2 separate regions of the Sus scrofa genome follow, and region 1 is linked to region 2. A link is a contact called in public HiChIP or PLAC-seq data. All regions are on one chromosome and are shown on one strand. Each heading gives the region's core, a stretch centred on a gene start, on an enhancer-like site or on the middle of the called end of the contact. The rest is flanking DNA. Distances are from core to core; before and after follow the strand shown.

What was found. HiChIP or PLAC-seq counts read pairs in DNA pulled down with a chosen protein or histone mark.
Region 1: an H3K27ac HiChIP or PLAC-seq map of skeletal muscle shows a contact between it and region 2. The contact joins the enhancer-like site here to the promoter of MMP15 in region 2. A contact is called at or near these places in 1 of 5 promoter capture datasets (fetal skeletal muscle), 5 of 47 Hi-C or Micro-C datasets (embryonic fibroblasts, epiblast stem cells, liver and 2 more) and 1 of 2 datasets of contacts at active chromatin or transcription factors (skeletal muscle).

The regions. Positions count from the first base shown.
Region 1 is chr6:19,941,836-19,947,212 of Sscrofa11.1, forward strand. No RefSeq gene overlaps it. Among named protein-coding and RNA genes, the nearest start is that of CFAP20, 25 kb to the right of the region's middle. Within about 2 kb of position 1,451, at least 44 of the 83 cell types and tissues checked have an H3K27ac peak or open chromatin away from gene starts, as enhancers often do. A contact at or near this core is called in embryonic fibroblasts, epiblast stem cells, fetal skeletal muscle and 1 more, where this site is marked.
Region 2 is chr6:19,886,696-19,892,167 of Sscrofa11.1, forward strand. It overlaps MMP15 (matrix metalloproteinase-15), which reads left to right and starts at 4,172. Exons shown (of 10, transcript XM_021093941.1): 1 at 4,172-4,303.

The DNA.
Region 1 (5,377 bases), core at 201-2,700, 52 kb after region 2:
CTAACAGACTCAAGCAGAGGCCAGTTGAAGCAGCAGCCCAGCACAGCAGAGCTGGAGGAGTCTGAAATTACCAGCACCCTTTCACTTAATAGCTGGTAAGTCAGGGCTCCCCCTGTGGGGTCCTAGGCAGACACCCCCAGACCCAGTGGTGCAGGGTTCTCTGCATCCAGGCACTCCTGGCCAATCAATGCCACCCCAGCAGGCAGCCCCGCGGCCCAGCAACTATAAATCACCGTCATTGTCTGGCCTGGCCCCAGTACTTTAAAAGGAAGGACAAGAATCTCCCTGCACGGGGCCCCTCTGCCTGCCAGTAGAGAGAGAGACAGAGGACTGACGCAGCACAAGAGAAAGGGGGTCTTTATGCCCACAGGCAGGAGGGCACCGCGTCCCCTCCCAGTCCCCCTACAATGCCCTCTGGTGAAAGGAGCCTTTGTGATGCTCCCTGAAACTGGCCAGAGCAGACACAGCACCCTCCTCAAACAGGAGGCAGAGGCAGGGAGCTCAGCTGGGGTGGGGGCTGCCCTGTGGGGAAGAGGGTCACAAGCCATACTGGGGGAGGCCTCTGGGCCCAAGGACCTGAGGAAGAGGCCATGTGATGGCAGGAAAGGAGAAAGGAGACAAAGGGCAGCAGGAGGAGGTGGGGTTTCACAGCTGCAGAGGAGTGAATTCCTGAGGAATTGGTCACAGAGGAGGGGCAGCCCCCATCCCCACCACACATCGCTGACCACATTCTCATCCACTCTACCCCTCACCCCCTCTGCTTTCACTGCTGCTTGAGTCACCTGCACAGTCCATGCAGGTACTTTGCAACGCTGTTCCTTCCATCCAGAACACTGTTCCCTATGTCTGAACTCTCTCATCACCTCAAAGGTGCTCACTCTGACCCCTTCCCCTCTGCCTCCCACTGCTGGCTCTACTTCCCCTTATCCCAGCTCCTCACCTTGCAGCCTACTGTGTCATTTGTTGCATCTGTGTTTTTGAGTGTGAGTTCGATGAGGAAACACATTCATTTTTCATTTATCTCATGTCCCACCACCTGATACACAATAGGTGCCCAATGACTATTTCTTCAAATGAACAGAGAGATGATTTCATTCCCCCTTTCTCCCGCCCTGCGGGCGGGCGGGGGGTGGGGAACGACAATGTCCTACCCACAGGACAATGATTCTCCATCTGAGAACGGAGGGAACTCTTCAAGCTACGTATTGACAAAGAACTAGAACTGGGATTCAGATTCAAGGCTGTCTTACTCCAAAAGCCATACCTTTAACCCATGTGCTCCCTATGGAGACAGCCACCCTGACACACCAGATCTCCAGCCTGGCAGGATCCCAAGGAAAGAAGGGCTCAGCCCTCAGGGAATGTTCGGACAGCCTGATCCTTCCCCTACAGGTTGGCCCGGGGCCTGATGCCAAGTCCTCAAGCAGAGCTCTGTCCCTGTGAGAAGAGAGGAGCAGCTCCTCCCCTCCCCCTCCCTCCCGGCTGGTCTGCCCAGCCTCATCGCCTCAGGCAGAGCTCCTACTCCCTCCGGAACCTTAGGGCTCCCCACCTCCCTCAGCCCCTGTAAAGTGGGGCAGTAACACCTGCTTAGCAGGTGCATCTGTGAGGAGCACAGGTGAGAACTCCAGAAAGGGCTCCCGGGACCAAACTGTGAAGGCGCAGACCCCTCTGCAAAGGCCTGAAGCTGCCAGGAAGTTCCGGTGTGGGAAGGACTCCAGAGAAAGGCTTGGTTCCCTTCGGCCCCCAGCTGGAAGAAAAGGCTGAGCTTGGGGCTGCCAAAGCTGTGAGTCAGCCGTCCCTGAAAAGCCAGGCAGCCCAGGGCCTGGCAGGGAGTGGAGGGCCAAGCGGCCCAGGGCCTGGTCTATAGATGGGGACAGTCTCTCCGAGAAGAACAAAGCCACTCAAGCCAGGAGACATTGGAATCCATCCCTTTCAGGCCTAATCCGAGGACCTGGAGTGATGCCAGCAATGGGCTCTGGAAAAGGGGCTTCCCTATAAAGGCCAAACGTGGGGCTGCCTGACCCCTCCAGACTGCCTTCTTGCCCCCTCCATCCTCCCACCCACCTCCAAAGCTGGGCCCTCTGCAGTACAGATGCGGAAGTCGCCCCAGGGAGGAGCAGCGAGCTGCCTGGGGTCTCGCAGCCAGCCAGCTGCGGAGCTGGGGATGGGGCCCGGCTCTATCTGGCCCCAGGCCTGGCACTTGGCTCTGCTCTGAGAACAAGTCGCTCAAGTGCAGCTGCCCCTCACAGGGTTTGGTTGGATGCCATGGCACAGGCAGGCTCTGACCCCAGAGTGGAGACCCCATCCAGTGTGGTCTCTCGCCCCATCTCTCACCAAGCCCTGCCCAGACACACAGAACTTCTTGCAATTCCTCCAACTGGCCAGGCTCTCTCTTTGCCTGTGCTGTCCCTTCTGCCTGGAAACTAACTACCCCTTTCTTTTTCCTGGCCAACCTGCACCCATCCCTCAGCTCTCAGGCAAACAGCAAACACAGCTCCCTCCAAGGTGCTTGCTCTCCCCCTGCCCCCATGAAGCTGGGACTATGAGTTCCTCTCTGGACTCTTACCCGTGGTAGAACCCACTCTGTAGGGCTGAGGTTCAGCCCCATAGCTGATGCACAGCAGAGGCTCAGTGTTTGCTCAGTCGGGGGCCTGTGAATGAGAATAAGCTGCTCATGGCTGAGGGTCTCTAGGATGGGGGACAGGCCCCAGGGATCACGGCCCTCCCTGCTCTGGCCACTTGAGGTGGCTGGGGAGATGAAGGGATGCCCAAGAGAGGGAGGAGGTACCACTTTCTCCCCCAGGGTTGCTTCCCTCTTGGAAGGGCCGACTCCATCCTGCTCTGTTGGGCCTATTTCTCACTTCCATTTCCTGAGCTCTGCTGCCAAGTGCCCCTTCTCTATTTCCCTATTCAAATTCCAGACAGAGGGGCCTGATAGCTGTGCCCTGGGTCACTGACCAGACCAAGAATTCATCATCCAATCACCTTCAGCCAGGGAGTCCGGTCCGCATTCAAGGCAACCTAGGATTCACTAAAAAATTCATTCATTTATTCATTCAAAATATTTGCTCTGAGCACCGAACCCATGCCAGGCACAATCCTAAGTGCTGCGGATACAGCAGGGAAGTTGACGGACATGGGCTCCGTCCTCTGGGGCACACAGTCTGATGGCTCCTCCCCGCCCCATGTTTCTGGGAGCCTCCGTCTTCCTCCCTGATGAAGATTTCTTCGTTTCTCTTTTCCATGAAACCCCTCTAAGCAGGGAGGCACGCCTGGACCAGGACACAAGAAGGCCAACCTTGCTGACACCCCTAAGGATGAAGAACCAAGGACAATGACAATCACCATGACAACACCCACCCAGTGCTGGGTCCTACCCTAAGCAAAGTCCACTCATTCAGCGTATCCCTACCACAGTCCTACAAGGTGTTTGTTGCTATTGCATTTCCTCTTTCTGTAAAGTGGGAAGGCTCAGGGAGGCGAACTGTACCCCCTGAGCTCACAGGGCTGGTAAGCAGTAGAGCCGGGATTCAAGCCGACACTGGCATGCCCTACAGGGAACGGCTTAACCACTGGTCACTTGGCTTTTCCAGGCCCAGAGTGGGTGCAGCCATTCATCCCATTGCCCTACAATGACCCCACAGGCAGGAAGGGCAGATGCCCCAGAGGATCTGGTCTCCATCAAACTTGCTTTCTGCTGGGAGGGAGGTGCTGGGGTCGGGGGTGCTGCCTGGAAGAGGGAGGACTCGGAGGAGCCGGCCCAGTCCTTTACAGGCAGCTCATTCAGTAAGAGACAACCCACCCCAACAGCCCCAGTCGAGGTTACAGGGACCTCCCGTGACACAGGGGCCAATGTGGGGAGGCTATGTCCACCTTCCCCACCCTCTCCACCCAATCCAGACAACACTCAGGATACCGGCTGTTTTCTGCCTTCCCCACTGGGGACCTGTTTCATCCCTCATCCCTCACTCTCCTCTGTCGCCCCCATCTTGTCGAGGCCATGTCCTCTTCCCCAACACCTCCTGTAATTAATCGTCCCAGCTGCCCTCCCAGACAGGCTCGCTTCTGCTGCTGCTCGCCCACCCGATTGCCAGGCCCCAACAGAGCCATCCACCTCTCCTGGTCAGAAGCCACTGACCAACTCAAAATAACGACTTCCCTTCCCTCCAACACAACTGTCTGTCCTGGGAAGGACAACAGCTGCAAGGGATTAGGGGTGCGGAATGGAACCAGAGAACCCCCACCCCCCACCCACCAAGCTGGAGGCTGGGCCGCCGACATGGAGGGAGAAGCCTGCCCCACCCCCGAGTCCATGGCAGCCTCTCCTCTGCAATGAAGTCCTTTTTCCCAAGAGCCGGAGGTGAAAGAAAGGAGGTGAAGGACAGCTGCCTCCCCCAGCCCAGCGCCCCAGCGGGCCCACTTGTGGCCAGACCTGGGCACCCAGCCTGAAGCTGCTGCTTAAAAAGATAAAAAGGAACAGCATGCTCTTGCTGTAGCAGGAAGTTCCCACTTCTGGGCCTTTGCTCCTGTGGTTCCCTCTGTCTGGCCGGCTCTTCCTCCTATGGCCTGGGGTCCACACCTCCTGGCCCCACAAAGGCCTCCTCCACAGAGCCTGCCTTGATCCCCCCACGCCTCTGACAAAACTCAAAGGCCACGAGTTATACCCTTTTACCTGCCCACACAACCATCCCTAGCGGTACTTCTCATGGGGACTGACCCTGGTGCGGGCGACTCAGTGAGAGGGCTGAGCCACCCTCCATGGGAGGAGACCGGGGGTGGGGGGGAGCTCTCTTAGACCCCAGAGTTGAACTGAAGGCCAGGCCTCACTCAAGGCCAGCTCAGCCAAAGGATGAGGGGAGGCATGACTGGGCTAGGGAGGCCCCCAGAGAGCTCCAGGCCAAGTCCCCAAGGCAGGACAGTGTCATAGGAATGCCAGCCTCAGTGCGCATGTCCCTGCCACCTGTCCCTGCCACCTCTGTGGCTGCTGCCTCCCTCTCGGGACAGTCCCTTTGGGCCTGCACCATTCTTCCCTGAGGCCACTTGGGGTCCACCTCACCCTCCACCCCCACGTGTGGCTCCTCCTCAGTTTGCAGGCACCCCAAGGTCCCTGCATCCCTTTCTGGAGGCAGGCTGATGGATGGTCGTTTTCTCCCTGCAGGTCTTGTGCACAAGGGCTCTCAAGGCCACACATTCACATTCAGGCCAGCCCCTCCCTAAGCAAGCACGAGAGGGAGAGCTGGCATGTCAACGCACCTTCATCCGGCAGGTGGCACCTGACCCTCACACCCTCAGCCTTCCCCCTTCCGCCTCACCCTTCCAACGTGTAAGAAAATCTGAAATGCTTTTTGATAAACCACTTCATATACTTTCTGGAACT
Region 2 (5,472 bases), core at 2,922-5,421:
TAGTGAATATAACAAAAAAGAAGCAGACACACCTATAACTCGTGGTTACCAATGGGGGGCATATATTGCTAGGGGATTAAGAGGTATAAACTATTAGGTATAAAATAAGCTGCAACATTAGAGTATACAGACAATATTTTATAAAACTATAATGGAGTATAACCTTTAAAAATTGTGAGTCACTATGCCATACACCTGTAACTTGTATTACTGCACATCAAATATACTTCAGTAAAAATTAACTTGGAAAAAAAGATGTACAAAGCTATTCGGACCACAGAAGTATCCAAGAGGGGGAGAGCTCTATGGAAAGCCTCCATAGACAGATGACAGCCTGAAGCCAGACGCTGCCCCAAGAGCCTGGGAACCAGTAGATGAGTTCACGAGGTAGTCAACTTTCACACAAAACTATGGAACAAGACCCACCTGGGTTCCCCCTCGTCTTCTCTGTTTCTTATTCTTCCCACTTGCCTGGAGACCACCCTCCTGCTCTTCCCACAATAACGCTCTGCCTTTTTTTTCTTTCCTTTTTTTTTTTTTTTTTGGCCTTGCCCACCACCTGCAGGGCAAGGGATCAAACCCAAGCCCCAGCAGTGACAACACCGAGTCCTTAACCACTACGCCAACAGGGAACTCCCGATAACTCTCAGCCTTCACCGTGAATTCTCCTCACCTGGGATGACTCCCACCTTCATTTCTCTGTCTCTAAATTTCCTGCTCCTTCCTCACACTTTCTCCTGCCTCTCAACAAGACTATTTTGCCCACAGAACCTTTAAAAGCTTGGGCTGAACTCGTTGCCACTTCCCATCATGCCACAGACCATTGGTACCCTCCTCTCTTTCCTGTGCCCCCAGCTGGCATTTCCCAGATCCCTTTGATCAATCAGGAAACATATTTTGCTGGCATCCATCCTCTCTTTGCACCCACCATTTTTTTTTTTTTTTTTTTTTGTCTTTTTGCTTTTTCCAGGGCCACTTCCAGAGGCATAAGGAGTCTAATCGGAGCTGTAGCCGCTAGCCGATGCCAGAGCCACAGCAATGCAGGATCCAAGCCACGTCTGCGACCTACACCACAGCTCACGGCAACGCCGGATTCTTAACCCACTGAGCAAGGCCAGAGATCGAACCCGCAACCTCATGGTTCCTAGTCGGATTCGTTAACCACTGTGCCACAACGGGAACTCTGTACCCACCATTTTATTTTTTTTTTTACTTTTTTTTTTTTTTGCTATTTCTTTGGGTCACTCCCGCGGCATATGGAGGTTCCCAGGCTAGGGGTCTAATTGGAGCTGTAGCCACTGGCCTATGCCAGAGCCACAGCAACGCGAGATCCGAGCCGCGTCTGCAACCTACACCACAGCTCACAGCAACGCCGGATCCTGAACCCACTGAGCAAGGGCAGGGACCCAACCCGCAACCTCATGGTTCCTAGTCGGATTCATTAACCACTGCGCCACGACAGGAACTCCCGTACCCACCATTTTAAACCGTGCAATTCCCCATTGTGAGAAAACCCCCAAGTCTATTCCAGTCTGTCTTCACAAGGGTCATGTCTGTTGCCATCGTCATTTTACCCCGGGCCACTTTCTGAGAATGGCATTCATCATTACACTTACCTGGCTGGTGCTAAATTCAACATAAAGGCCCCAAGCTGCTATAGATGCCCTGGCTTCACATGAGTAGAAATGATCCCACTACCCCTCCCCGACCAATTTCCGGGACCCACCCCAACCACCCAGGGACTATCTTCAAACAGATCCTTTCCCCACCCTCAAACTGAACATGCTTTGATTACCCTCAGCCCTCGGATAACTCTTGAGCATGGGCCCTAACTCAGGTGATTCTTGTTTTGTCTGTGGCCCCTAAGTTTATTGGCTATTACCTGCCAGCTGGACCAGATCTTGCTACCTTGCCAATGTTAGCAATCCCTTCATTTCACAGTACCCGCCACAATCTTCTTCCTCTCTTAAACTATGTCTAAAACAATCGCCCACTCCCTCAGGTTCATCTCACTCTCACTATAGAAACAAAAGATATCCAGAACATCATAGATCCCCTCAAAGATGATTTTGATTCCTGGGGAGACGATGTGGAAAAAACAGCTACAGAACTGGGCCAATTTTGGAGAAACCAGTGACAGAATTGGGCCTGTTCCATTCATGACTCCACTACTTTTGAGGCAAAGGTTTGTCCCCAAAAATCTATCCCCTGGCTCAAGAAGTTAGACTCAATAACAGAATCATCTGCTCATCACTGAAGCAATTCGCCTCGTCCCCAGATAACATCACCTTGGCCTCAAATTGGTGACTCACCAACAGTGAGAATCCCAGCGCGCTGTTCTCTGTAACTGCATCGACCTCGATATGTCCCAAGAAGGGGGCCCATGCACAGTGGTCGGGAGAAACTGCTGCACCTTTGTCCTCGGCAATCGACCTGACATCTCTGCCAGGAAGAGTTCAAGAGGGGAACGAAGAAATCTGTTAACACGCTGACACCACCCGCTGAGGAAGTGCAACAGGTCCTGGGACTTCTGGTAGATCCCTGAAGGTCTACGAAGTTGGGCACAAGGACCCGTTCAGCCTCTAATCTTCATCTTTCCATTTATCTTCAAAGTGGTTCTCTCATCAAGTGTCTGTGGGTCCTATACTTCAGCAGTTATCATCCATCCATCATCAAGTCTCACCAGACGATTCAGCTGGTTCTAAATGAATGAAAAGCAATAAAAAGCAACCAAGTGAAAACGGATCTATATTCATCAGAAGAAAGAAGAATGCCTCTTCTTCCCTGGAATAAAAGGGGAGACTGACAAAGGTTCTCTGCTTGACCGAATTTTAGTCAGGTTCCTTTGAACCTTCTCCCCAACAAGGCCCATTCCTGTATTTCCTTCTAGAACCCAGTTTTAGCAAGAATCTTACTAAGGTCAGTTTAGCTGAATTCCCCACCCTTGATATCTAGTCAAACTCAGCATCCCCACCCAGGCCTAGAGGACATCGGATCACTCTCACCTGCCTTCAGCCAGAGTCCCCCGCCTGCCCACGACTTGATGTCTCTTAGTAATTTTCTGTCCCCCACCCCCCTCTTGCCCCTTGGCAGTAAATCCCCACTTCTCCTGTTTGTATTTCAAATCAGACCCAGTTCTGTACAGGAGTTTCTACTGAAATAGTTTTTTTGGTTTTGTTTTTAATAAAATCGATCTTCACCACTTTAACTTTTGCCTGTTCTCTTTAACAGAGCGCTTTCATCACTTGACAGGTCCCTGAACAGGCCTTTTCTGCTCCGCCAGATCTCTGCGCATTTCCAGGACAGGAGGCCTGCCAGCCACCTGAGGGCTTACTTTAGGAGAAATGCGCCCTCAGGTAAGGAGAGCATCTGTTTCCGGAGCTGGGAGGTGGTGCTGGAGAGGGAAGGTCTCCTGCCTCCCTCCCTCGGAGGGCCTTCACCTCCTGACCCTGCTGCCAGTCAGCTGGGCCTGGTCTTCGCTTGGTCTGGACGTGCAGCCTCCAAGGACATTAGACCCAGGCCTCCCGTCTTAAGCCTTCAGCATCTGAACCAACCGGATCTCAAGTTGCTCTTGGAATAGAGTTAAACCTAACCCTTCTTAGAGCTCTGCTCTGCCGGAATTTTGCCCACCCCGCCTAGCACCCTGTGGGTGTCACGTTTCACTTGCACAAAATAGGGTTCTTTGCTTGGACACCTAATGTGTGCTAGACCAGGAAACTGAAGCACACTTCGTGCCCCACCCCAGCCCTTTGCCCTGTGTTCTTTATCCTCCAAGATAAGGACTTGGAGGCTCAGAAAAATTAAGTAACTTGCCCACCTCTGTGCTGCAGGTACGTGGCAACCCAGGATGGCAACTGCGTCTCTGTCGCACAGCACTGTCCACCCAAGGTATCCAACACCTCATTTGGCGACTGAGAAAAGTCCCTAAGGTCCAGAGTCTTTTGAAAAGAGGCCTCAAGCCAACGAATCTCTAAATCTTTGTTTACTTTTTTTTTTTTTTTTTTTTTTTTTTAAGTCTAAGACCACAGGATACTTAAGTCCCTCCTCCTCCGGCCCTCCTTCCTGCCACTGCTGCCTCAGTATCACCACCACCCACCCACTACACGGGAGAAAGAGGCGTCCTCATTCCTTCTTGCCCCTCCCTCTGTTGGGCGGGCCGCTTGGGGGTCAACCCGGCTCCCCCAAAGCAGGGATTGGAGTGACGGGGGCGGGTTGAGGAGCATTCTCGCCGTATGGGAAGAGTATAAGGGCCGCCTGTCTGGCTCCACCGCCCGCACCTGCTGCTGAGAAGCCTCTGGCTGAGGTACCGCCCCCAGCCCCCGCCTGGGTCCGCGCGCACTCTGCACTGGCCCTTTAAGAGCGGCGGCCGTGGATCGCGGGGAGGAGGGTCGGGAGCGCCCGGAGCTGCGCGGAATTCGCCGGGAACGTCGGGCGCCGGCTCCCTGGCTCGCTCTCTAGCACCGACCGGTTCCCTGCGCCTCATCGCTGGCCTGCACGGGCACCCCGGCCCATTCGGTGCCGGGAGAGCAGGACCCACGGGCGGGGGGCGCGCGTTCTGGGCAGCGCCCGGCCCGGGCATGGACAGAAGGGGCTGGGCGCGCGGGGGGCGCCGCGGGTTCGGGCGGCCGGAGCGCTGAGACAAAGGCTCAGGGAGCTGCGCTTGCTCTTGGGAGCCGGGCCCCAGGCGCTGAGGCTGCAGGACCCCGAGGCGGGCGGCTCTGGCCCACTCTCTCCCCCGTGGGCCGGTTCCGTGTGCCCGGACCGGCCCGGCCCGCTTCTCCTTGGCCGTGGGAATTTGCCGAGGAGACCTAAGCGGCTCCGGCGGCGACGGCTATCAGTTGGTCTGCCGCGCTCCCGCCGGGCGGGGAACCAGGGAGCGTCGCAAGTTTCCTAGCCGCGTGCGGGGACCCGGCGCCGGCGAGCGAGAGAGCCCCGCGGGCAGCGCTCTGGGCCAGGCTGGGCGCTGAGGGCATGGGCAGCGACCGGAGCGCGCCCGCACGGCCGGGCTGGGCAAGCAGTCTTCTTAGCGGCCGGGAGGCGGCTGAGCGGCCGCGACTGCTACAGCTGCTGCTGGTGCTTCTGAGCTGCCTGGGCCCCTGCGCAGTGGCGGAGGACGCAGAAGTCAATGCCGAGGTAAGGACCCTCGCCCAGGCCCTTTGCCGGGGTTGGAGGACTTGGGGCCGGGGGATTTGGGGGTGGGGAGGAAGCCACGCCGCAGCTGAAGGGGGGAAGAGCGCGGCGATGAACCCCTGACCCGGATTTGGGGACGGGGAAGAAAGGGGACCCGGAAAGCTGGCCCTTGGCGGTGCACCTCTTCTCAAACTTTGGAAGGCGTAGGGCTTGCTCCCTTTCTCTACCCCCACATCCCTGCCCTGGGCACTGTTCCTTCCCAGCCCGAGTCCCGGGAGTGGCTTTTGCTGCCCCCCAGCCCTCTCTCCTCTCCTTCCCTCCCACCCGGACACCGGATTCCTC